Regions from separate parts of the Mus musculus genome. Here regions 2 and 3 are each linked to region 1. Evidence: chromatin contacts called from public Hi-C and Micro-C data. All regions are on one chromosome and are shown on one strand. Each heading gives the region's core, a stretch centred on a gene start, on an enhancer-like site or on the middle of the called end of the contact. The rest is flanking DNA. Distances are from core to core; before and after follow the strand shown.

Evidence for each region. Hi-C and Micro-C count contacts between places; a contact is called where the count stands out from the background.
Region 2: a contact with region 1 is called in a Hi-C map of the N1E-115 cell line, with 10 times the contacts expected there. The contact joins the enhancer-like site here to the promoter of Cyp26b1 in region 1. A contact is called at or near these places in 11 of 39 promoter capture datasets (the 3T3-L1 cell line, 3T3-L1-derived adipocytes, the HPC-7 cell line and 8 more), 2 of 484 Hi-C or Micro-C datasets (the N1E-115 cell line and nephron progenitors), 3 of 115 datasets of contacts at active chromatin or transcription factors (bone marrow-derived macrophages, embryonic hindbrain and stem cell-derived neural progenitor cells) and 3 of 9 other capture datasets (embryonic stem cells, liver and macrophages).
Region 3: a contact with region 1 is called in a Micro-C map of the HL-1 cell line, with 4 times the contacts expected there. The contact joins the enhancer-like site here to the promoter of Cyp26b1 in region 1. A contact is called at or near these places in 8 of 39 promoter capture datasets (the 3T3-L1 cell line, 3T3-L1-derived adipocytes, the HPC-7 cell line and 4 more), 3 of 484 Hi-C or Micro-C datasets (the HL-1 cell line, the N1E-115 cell line and nephron progenitors), 2 of 115 datasets of contacts at active chromatin or transcription factors (pancreatic cancer cells and stem cell-derived neural progenitor cells) and 3 of 9 other capture datasets (adipose tissue, liver and macrophages).

What each region holds. Positions count from the first base shown.
Region 1 is chr6:84,592,214-84,595,789 of GRCm38.p6, reverse strand. It overlaps Cyp26b1 (cytochrome P450, family 26, subfamily b, polypeptide 1), which reads left to right and starts at 1,882. Exons shown (of 7, transcript NM_001177713.1): 1 at 1,882-2,001.
Region 2 is chr6:84,794,609-84,798,184 of GRCm38.p6, reverse strand. The region is part of intron 18 of Exoc6b (exocyst complex component 6B); the gene reads left to right. Among named protein-coding and RNA genes, the nearest start is that of Cyp26b1, 200 kb to the right of the region's middle. Within about 2 kb of position 1,689, at least 7 of the 459 cell types and tissues checked have an H3K27ac peak or open chromatin away from gene starts, as enhancers often do. A contact at or near this core is called in the N1E-115 cell line, where this site is marked.
Region 3 is chr6:84,774,502-84,778,077 of GRCm38.p6, reverse strand. All of the region lies in intron 19 of Exoc6b (exocyst complex component 6B), which reads left to right. Among named protein-coding and RNA genes, the nearest start is that of Cyp26b1, 180 kb to the right of the region's middle. Within about 2 kb of position 1,982, at least 32 of the 459 cell types and tissues checked have an H3K27ac peak or open chromatin away from gene starts, as enhancers often do. A contact at or near this core is called in the HL-1 cell line, the N1E-115 cell line and pancreatic cancer cells, where this site is marked.

The DNA.
Region 1 (3,576 bases), core at 633-3,132:
CCTGCAGAGAAAGGCTGTTGTAGGAGATGAGGGATGAGTTAAATAGGAAACATGGAGTTTGGAGAGGACGTTGGTGGAGACAAGGTGGTAGAAAGGCTTGGAGTCCTTCCAAGACCCTTTTAGGGCCTGCTGGGTAGGGCCTTGGAGGAATCACAGGCATTATTAAAATGGTCTTGATGTAGCAAGTGTAGTCATAATGGGGAGAGTTACTAAGTATGGTCCCTCTTATCTTTCGCCACCATACCAGTGTCTGAGGGGGATTAGGTAAAGCTCCAGCCTTGGTCTGAGCTTGGAGCTGGGATGGGAGAGCTTAAGTTACTACAAGGTCTGCGATCCTGCTCTCCCTTCTCCTTGGGGGGAGGGGGGGGAGAGGTGGAGAGAGAGAGACAGAGAGAGAGGCAGAAAGAGAGAGACAGGCAGAGAGAGAGAGAGAGAGGCAGAGAGAGAGACAGAGTCAGACAGAGACAGACAGATAGGAGATAAAGAAACAGATAGAGACACAAAGAGACAGAGAGACAGAGAGAAACAGACAGAGACAGAGACAGACAGACAGATTTAGAGAGACAGACAGACAGAGAAATGGACAGACAGAAAAACAGACAGAGACACAGAGATACAAAGAGTCAGACAGAGAGAGAGAGAGAGAGAGAGAGAGAGAGAGAGAGAGAATAGAGGTCACAGGCAAGAGGAAGTAACCTGTGGCATTTTTAACTTGAGGAATCTGCCAACTAGATCTCCAGCCTAGCCTGGGGCAAGGGTTAGCTTGTCTGGCAGCAGCTTTGGAACAGAACCCCACAGGCTGGGGAAGCAGGAGGGTCTTGCTTGTCTTTCTGTTGTTTTTCTCCTAAGCTGGCTGGCTGCATCTGGCTGCCACTCTATCCCCTGTCCCCAATGAGAAGCAATCCAGTGCTCCTCTGTGCCCTCCTTTGTCACAAACCAGCCCTGATAGGCCATCTCTGTCCATTAAGCCATCCTGGCAAAAGATGGAAGCTGGATTAGCAGGGAGAGTCCATCCCATGCCTGTCCCCACTGTTCCCCTAAAGAGAGCTGGCTAGCCGGGCTGTGATGGGGGACAGAGGGTCCTTTTCCTTCTGAATGACCTCTGAGACGATGCTTCCCTGGCGTAGGGACTGGAAAGGAGATGGGAGTCCTGACAGCCCAGGAGGGAGGAGACTGCACTCTAGTTTGTCTAATTCAATTATGCCAGATGAGCAGTGTTCTATTTACAAATCAACACGCTTGTATTTTCTGAGATTGCCCAGGATTTCCGAAACTCCAGAAGAGGGTGGAGGAGGCAGATTGTGACACCAAGCAGTGTGCAGGCTGGTTCACTTCAAGCTCTGCCCAGCCCTTTTCTGTAGTGTTTTTACCTTCCACAAAGGCTCTGGGTTCCCTGTCACGCTTTCTTTTTTTCTCCCTGGATCCTGATTGTCCTTCAGTCCTTTGTCACCAAGTGTAACTTGATAAACTGAGCAGAAACACACTGCTGTCCCCATCCTTTCAAAACTGCTGCCAGAGAAAGAACACAGGGGAAAGAGAGCTGAGGTCTTTGAATGGACGTTTAAGCAGGAGTGCGCGTGTGTGGGAGTACACACACACACACACACACACACACACACACACACACACACACACAGAGAGAGAGAGAGAGAGAGAGAGAGAGAGAGTCACATACATACCAGGACGTAGAGTTGCCTAGGGTGGTTGTCTCCCAGACCATTGTGCATGGGGCCTGGTCCTGAAGTCCTAGGAGCAATGCCCCCCCAGCTCCCAGGGACACCCCTCATTGCAGGCCCTTGTTGCAGCCGCCCAGTGGGCGGTGCCAGGGCAGGTTTCAGGCTATAAAGGGCTCTTGGCTCCCTGGGTCTGAGGGAGCGCCATCTCTTCGACAGTGTCCCTGCCAGCCACAGCCAGCCTGGGGCACTGCCCATACCCCATCGCCATCGGGCGGGCTCTTCCTTTGGACACAGCTGCCAGTTGCGCCCCTTCCACCTTCTATCGGCAAGTCCATTTTCAGATTGCTTTAGACTGTATTGGTTGTAGGGCAGAAGGAAGTCTGGGCTTGGGGCTTTGATGGCGGAGGATGGGAAGAGTCACTTCTATAAAATAATTCCTCCTGGGCAAAGTGTTTGGAGCCAAGGCCTCCCCAGGTGAGGAGTGTGATGGGACTTGGCTGCCTCCCAGGGAAAAGAGAAAGTTCTTTCCCAGAGGGCTGTAGATGGGTGGGTGAGGGGCCCCTTCTAGCCGGGCCTGTCTGTGAAGTTGGGAGTGAGGAGTCAGACTCCTGCCAGACTGATCCTTTTGCACATGGACTGTTATTGAAAAAAAAAATCAAGAATATTGCTGAAGATACATGGGTGTGGGTAGGAGGTAGGGGCAAGTCTCCGCAAGGGACAGAGAAAAGGACGGCCTGAAGGAGAAAACGGCAGAAATTGAATATACCCTTGGATTTGGTAGCAGTGACCAGAAAGAAGGTACCTCCAAAGAGGCTGGGGCTGGTGAGGTTCAGGCAAGTGGCATTTGTGAGGGGCTTCTTGAATTCTCTGTACAGCCAGACAGCCCGCTGGGGAGTGGGTCATTTAGTTCTGTGAGCTCTAGAGAGGCAATTCTTAACACTGGAGGTGATTTTCACAGCAGCTTGGACAGCAGGAGTCCAGCCCCTCTCTCAAGAGCGAGGGCACACTTATGCGGTGTCCTCTAACCTGTCCTTGAGTTTCTGGGCACCAGAGGGCTACCACTGGCCTTGTGGCGCCCGTTCTGGAGAACCCAGAGAGGCAGGGTGATGGGCAAAGGCAGGGAGAGGAACGCTCTGACAAAAGCCGAAATCTAGGGTGGGGGCCCTTCTTATCTGCAGGACTTTACAGTTCCCACCCAAGCTCTGCAAAAGGGTCTGAGCAGAACCTGCTGACCCAGGGCTTTTCCAGACAAGGGACTCAGGATATGGGGGGGGGGGGGGCAGGGGGAGGACCTCAGAATAGAACAAAGGCAGTCTGGGACCCTATGAGGTTAGCTTTCCAAAGATTCCTTGGAGCTAGTGGGGCTACAGAACTCTGGGAATTACCTCTTTTATTCTTTCAGCTATACTGTCCCCAGACAGCTGAGGGACACTAGACGAGCCTAGTTGGTCTTTAAGTGCCCAGGCATGCTTCCCACCCACCACTGCCTGGCCTTTCGGTCCCCACTTTACTCTTGCTCACATTTTTATTCTGGCTAGAGAAATGAAAAGCTTTGGGGTGAAGAAATTGAAGCATTAACTGGGAAAAAATCAGGGCCTAAACTATGCAAATTGAGTACAAAATGGAGGGTTTCCTCCATTTAACAGAAAAGTGCCCCAACTCAGGGGATATACTCCTGTTGGTAGGAAAGGAAACAGAGCGAAACTGTGAGCAGTGTCCTCATCAAACAAATATACAAATCCCTCTACAAAATAGTGTTACTTTGCAGTGCTGTGCGCAGTGTGTGGAAAGGATGATCAGGAATGCGCACAGAGAAGGGTGTGGAAGGGGAGCTGTCCTCTCTACTCTGTGTGTAGGAAGCTGGGGACACAGAGCCATCCTGGCAGCTCTGTGTCCTGAG
Region 2 (3,576 bases), core at 440-2,939, 200 kb before region 1:
TGGTTTCGTTGGTCTTCATTTTGAAGCTTTTTGTCCTTTTCTGGGTCTCTGCTTTTGGAAGTACTGGAGGAAAGGTGCTTTGAAGACTATTAGCCAGATAGATGGCAGGTTAGTGTTGATTTCATTGGCTGTTGGCTTCATTACACTTTACCTAGTTGTGTGGTATCACATTCCTAGTGAACAAGGCAGTCTTTTGGCTTTCTACTCTCTAACTTTTGACATGTTCTGAAGCCTTTGTACCAGGCCCAAAGGAGCCCCTCTTTATAGCTCCCTCCTCAAGCTATTCAGAGGGGAAATGAGAGGAGTGGAGAGAATATACGTGTTTATTTGAGATATAAATGACTTATGAATATTTTTCTTCCCAAACAGTGTGATTTTTGCATTTCTGTTTCCTATAATCTAATGAACTCAAGAATGAATTTTTTAGTGCCAGAAGATTATTGATGAGCTGAGTTCATGCTGACATTTTATGTTGTATTTTTCTATACCTATGTTTTAATGAGATGTGGAGTATTTAATTCTGCCTGGGAAACTCAAGCAATTTCACTTTAAATTTTCCTTAAACTGTGGGTGATTATTATTTAAGTTGTAAGAGTGTCTTGTAACAAAGTAGCTGTCCCATCCCCCTGTTGCAGGCTGAGCAGCTCTGGATTCCGTTTTCATTCATACACACAGTCAAGACTGGAATTATTATCCCTGTTTACTTGTGAGGAAGCTGTGTCCAACCAGATTAACTAGTGCTATTATGGTTATGCGAGTGAATGGCCAAGATTTGATCCAAGGTTGATGTGAACCAGACAGAGTCTAGCTTCTCCTCAGGCCTGTCTTATTTTACTACTGATTCTCATAAATGGACATGCTGTTCATGTACTTTTCTCCCAAATTAATTAAAAATCTGATTAAATTCACATAAGGGTTTTTAAACGAGTTTCCTGTGAGAGTCTTCTCAAGGTTTTAGGTGTTCTGAAATGAAGCATTTGTTACTGGCAGAGAATAAGAAGCAGAACACCTACAGGATGCATTAGCTCAAGAAAGCAAGAAGGCAAGGCAGCTAATGAGGTGTTTGGGAGGGACAGTACTCTTACTTAGGGACTGACAGTTAGGAACTGAGTAATAAGTCTGCATTGGAATTAAAGGGACTGGCTGGCAGACAGGCAGGCGTCGGCACCATTGTATTTTGTAAACTTTCTCCTATGGCTGTAGTGTGTTTTTTCCAAACCCACTTAATTTTTTATGAGGTTTGTAAAGGTCTTGAATAAACAATTGGGATTATACAGGTTTTCCTGGAAGCTTTGGTTAATATTTTAATATGCTCTGCTTTGTCACTTTATTAAATAGCTTATTGGAAAGTTTGAAAGAGGGGTTTCCTTTTTCCTCCCCTTTCCCATGTCCTAGTAGTTAAAAATCAAATTTCAAAATCAGATTTGGGTTTAGAGGGTCTCCCTTTTATTTGGAACTCTTATATCTGCTGATTACCCTTGGGTTGCTGTCTGGCATCTGGGAGTCCTCCACTTAAAACACACTTTAAGTGAAATTACAGTCCAGAGGGTGTGTCTTGAAAATGAGCCCATGATTGTAAGTGTATGGAGAAAAAGGCATGAAGAAAGGGCAGGGGGAATTGGATAGGGTCAGAGAACAGGAACCAGTAGAACCTCGGAGATTACCTCATCATGACCTTTTGCTCATTAATATTTGAGTCTGATTTGTTGACATCTAGGTTGCCATCTGGTGAAATGGACAGAGACTGAATACCTTCAAACACATTTCTGTGTTAATGGGCAGGCTGAATGAAATTGCCCTGTAACCTGAACAGGAGTTATGGCGAGAGAAAGGAAGTTTTTGTGTTTTGCTGGGAGGACTCATTCTGTGGGAGCCGGAGTGCAGGAATTGTTGCTCTTTGTAGAATACTGTGTGGTCCTTTCATTTTGACTCGTGAGTCAGTGAAGACGATGTCCATTTGCTGTGCTGGGACTGTGCTTAGGCTCGCCCAGCTCCCCACCACTCCTGGGAAGCTTCTGTAACTAGTTTAGCCTTGTAACCCTTTCTTCTAAAATCAGATAGGGCTTAGCGTTTACTCTGCTCAATTTAGCATTTAATTGCTTGCTTCCCCTGATTTGCTTCAGAAGGAAGTGCTCTCTCACTGTTTCCCCCACAGACAGAATTACTTGGTTTAAAAGTAGAAATTCATGTGACCCTGTAGAAGACATGAGCAATAAAATATTTTGAATCCATAAAACATTTTAAGCACATATACCTAGTGCTATATTTAGCACCACAGGAATAATAATTATAAATGTATTGCACTTGCTGAGCACTTAGTGCAAGTGAGGAACTGTGCTGGAAGTAGCATTGATTTTTTTTTTTAACCCGACCATTAAAGTAATCTTGTTTGCACATGGTAAAATAGAGAAGACGGCTAAAGCCAGTGTTCTAGCACATGTTTATATATGTGCACTCATTAGTGGTTCACTTTTCATATTTTATTGTCAATTTTAGTTTAAAAGACACATAGTATTTTTATGAAAGCATAAATGTTTGCCAAGTGGTGATGGAAAGTACTGACTGCTTCCTACTCAGAAACAGGAAAGTGTTAACTAGGAAGACTTTCTCTAAATGACGCCTACACACCTGTCTCCCACCCTTGATTTGATATAAACTGATCCATTTAAAAGATTCTGAATCAAATGTGTTGCCACATGCTGTAATGCCAACAAGCAGGAGACTGAAGGAAGAGGCTGATCAGTTGGCGGCCAGTCTGGGCTGTGTAGGGAGACAGTGCTGTCTAGTTAGACCCTGTGTAATGCTGTGCACCTGCGATCCTACTGCCCAGAAGGCTGAGGCAGAAACCTTGGGGGAAATTTGAGGCCAGCTTGGGCTACTGAGTAAGAATCTGTCTTTAAAAAACAAACAAACAAACAAGAACCAAAAAATACTGAACATTTTTAAAAGAAAAACAATGATTCTTTTAAGGTACTGGCTGTGTAGCACTGATGTTGGACTTATCATCTAATTACAGATATTGTAAATTTTTTGAGAAAATATGAACTTCAGGCAAAGTGTTGGAATATCAGTAGGCTTATGATTAAATAAGCAGAATACCAAAGAAGTGAGAAAAGAGGAAGAACTGTCCAAGAAACTCTTCATTTACTTACTCTTGGTCATTGGCTAGTTGTTAAGCTACAACAGGCAGATAGACAGTATGGGGACTTGGAAGCAAAACCCTGCTGGAGGCAGAAAACTGACAGATATTCCAGAAGTTGACAGACAGATACACAGAGGATTATGTCCCTGGAGAGCTGGTAACCACTATGCTGTTTAGCTGAAATGCCAGCAGGGCCATGCACAGAAACTATTAACAAGGCCCTAAGACTAAAGGCAGGATGAGCATAGATCCACAGTAATAAAGTTTAAAAACAAGTCTAAATGACCAAGACAATCTACCTATCTAGCTGCTTGCTAGAACAAATTTCCAAACTCTGTTGAGGCTGAGAAGTTAATCTAGAGACTGTTTAACATCTCACCTGCAGAGCACATGTACAAACCAAGATTTTCTAAAATGCTAATAAGAAGGAAAAG
Region 3 (3,576 bases), core at 733-3,232, 180 kb before region 1:
GTCTATCTCTCCCTGTTTTGTTTTGTTTTGTTTTGTTTTGTTTTGTTTTGTTTTGTTTTGTTTTGTTTTGTTTTTTGAGAAAGGGCTTCTCTGTATAGTCCTGGCTGTCCTGGAACTCACTCTGTAGACCAGGCTGGCCTCGAACTCAGAAATCCACCTGCCTCTGCCTCCCGAGTGCTGAGATTAAAGGCATGTGCCACCACACCCAGCAGACCTCAAGTCTTCTCCCACTAAGGCCAGAATAGGCAGACCTCTGCTGTTATTTGTCAGGGGCCTTAGACTAGCTCATGTATGCTGCCTGGTTGGTAGCTCAGTGTCTGAGAGATCCCGGGGGAGGGGAGTCCCAGGTTACTTGAGACTGCTGGTCCTCCTATGAGGTCACCATCCTCTAAGCTTCTTCCAGCCTTTCCCTCAATTCAACCACAGGGGTCTCTGGCTTCTGTCCTTTGGCTGGGAGTAAGTATCTGCATCTGATTCTTTCAGCTGCTTGTTGGGCCTCTTGGAGGGCAGCCATGCTAGGCTCCTGTCTGTAAGCACACCACAGCATCAGTAACACTGTCAGGCCTTGGAGTTTCCCCTTGAGATGGATCCTAAGTTGGGCCAGTCACTGGACCTCTTTTTCCTCAGTATCTTCTCCATTTTTGTCCCTGCCGTTCTTTTAGACAGGAATGATTCTGGGTTTAATCATTGAGTATCTGGTGAATTTTTAAGTCTCCGTCTCTGCCTTAGACCTTCTATTAACTTAGTGCTCTGCATGGGCTGGGATAGAATGTGTAGTTATACTAGATGACTGTCGTTATCCGTTTACCTAGAAGGAGGTTCTTTGGGGAATTTGATGGGCAAAAGACTGATGGGCAGTGGTATGAACAAACTGAGAGGAAAATAAAAGCTTACTATATTAGACAAGTTTGTTATAGCTACAAGATGACTAAAATGAAGTCAGGTAGCTGGAGGAGGTGATACAACCCTTAGTTATTATAAATCTTGTAAGACTTAGTATGAACTGGGTACTGGATTCTAAGACACTGAGAACTGTCACTTTACATATGAGATTGACATGACAGTATTTCAGTTTTCAAATACCACTGTGAAAATTAAGAAAAATGCAGAAGTGAGTGTTGGACCTGAAACAGAGCTAGTTATAAGTAGGGTTATCAGTTAAAGCCAACAGGCCATCTGGGTCAAGTTTGAATTTCAAATAAACAACAAGTATTTTTTCTAGTATAAGTTGTAAGTATCTCCTGGACCAGAAAGAACTGTTTCTGGTTTTAGTGTTGAAGTGCTTGTAATATGATGATCTGTTTTAGGAGTGAGAGCTAAGTCTAAACACAATATTGATTTGTTTCATGGGCACCTTATGTAGAAGCTAAAGGAATCTTTATACAGTATTTTTTGATGCAGCCAAATTTTAACTTAAGCTATCATGTGAAGACACATGTATACTCTTTCACTAAATTATTAGCAAACAGAAACATTCAAATTTCTGAAGATACCAGATTTCCTCTGTTCTAGTTAGGAACATTTTGCATGAATGTATCCGAAATGATGAAGAATCCTTACACAGGTTCTGAGGCCTGCAACACACTGGATTAGCGAGGAGGGCCCCGAAGACTTAAGAATGAGCATGTTCTGCAGTCTCATTATAGAAACCAGAGTTCCTCGAGTTGGTTGAATACATGCACCATAAAGAAACTGAGTAGGTAAATGTCCTCAGGCCTTTGTGACCCCAGACTGTTGGTGGCCATGCTGTCCTCCCTTACATTATAAATAACACCAAGTATTTTATATAAGGGACCAAGCACAAAGAAAGCATTCTTCACTTTTCTGTAGCATCAATAAAATGTGTGTAATGCCCTGACATCCTTTCTGTCCTCTCATTCTGAATAATGCACTTTTTAAGGAAATGTAGCTCCCTAGTGTTGTGTTTACCTAATCCCAGCAATCAGACTGCCTGAGGCCTGCCCTTCCCTCTGACTCACTGGAGTCTCAGTCAGATGTCTCCTGTCAATGGATGGAAACAAGATGTAGCTTAATCCCCTGTTCTGGCAACTAACCAGGAAGAAGGGCGAGGTTCTCCACTCTCCCCTACAAAAGCATTTTTGAGGGCTTTTTCAGCAAGGACCATTTTAAAGACAGAAGTGCCTTTAATACTTGAATTGCTCATTCATCTCCTATGCTTCCTACTACTTAAGGTTGTCCTTAAAAAGGACCAGTCTGTTGTGGGAAGAAATTGCTTGTATACCTTTTTCTTCAACCCTAAATGCTTCCTAAGTGCTATTGCCTCTTCCAGGAGTGTCTGAAGAGCTAATGTCTCCCACCTCTCCAGGGCACCTGCACTGCTCAGCCACCTCTGGCCCCTCACTAAAAGCTTCCAGCCCAGAACATTTGGATTGCTGGCAGAGATTTTTATCTTCTTGTCGGTGTTTTTATGTTGTTCTTTATTTATTTGTTTTTATTTGCCTGATGTAGGAAGGAAAAAAGAGAAAAAAATAAACTGTCATCTCAAATGAAGCCCTGTGCTAGTTTCATGCTCAAATGCAGCACCTGACTTCTAAAAATAAACTTACTAGCCATGGATGAGGAGGGGGCCCAGTGCCCCACTTAGAGCATTTAACATGGGTGTGGGTCATTGTAGTAATACCTGACATTCAAATTCTCCCCAACTAATCTACTCTCAATCCCAACTAATTCTAAAACAATGCATGAAATGAAGAGTGAGAATTAAAAGGCATGAGGAAACACTAAGTTCCTTTAGGAAAGACAGAGACCCACTTCCTGTAACATCTCAAAAATGATCTCTGGCAGCGAAATCTTTAAGCATTTTCGTTCGTTGGAGGAAATGCTGTTGTCTGCTTGTTTCCAAGTCTGTTTTCATATTGCTTTTGCTAGAAGAACTGTGGTTACAATCTCAATGTTAAACATGAACATGGTATCCAAATGTTCTGTGCCTAATCGGGATAGTATCTGTGTTCTAACAAGAAATCTCTTAATGAAGCTGGGTGGCTCACCAGGAAGTGCAATTTAGCAGAAGTTAACACACACCCTAGACAGCAGCAAGAGTTAACACACAGCTGTAAAAGCTAACACACACCCCACAGACCAAGGACAATTTTTCAGGACTGCCTGGCTTTACACTCTAGTAGTAAGTCAGTCCTCCCGCATTCACCCATGCTCCTTCCAGCTGACCACAATTGCAAGGATTCCCTGAAAGCCTCCCAAGTTTAATAAGCTCTTGGAACACACTGGAAGTTCTGTACTGCTTAGAATTACAGCTTTCTCATAGAGACTACAACTTAGAAGTAGGCCAACAGAGAAAGTACAAAGACCTGATTAGGTGAAGGTGTGTGTAGCTCTTCCTTGGACTTGCTTTATGGAGCTAGCTCTTCCTTCAGCATTCAATGTTTTACTAGCTAGGAAGCCACACTGAACCTCAGAGTCCATAATTCCTCTTTGGGTTTCCCTGCATAGGCACATGTGTTTTAAAAAATTAACCACATGATTGAAGTCAACCTATAGTCCTGTTTTTTCTCCCTAGAACTCTGGGGAGGACTGAAAGCACACTGGAAAATCAAGTGG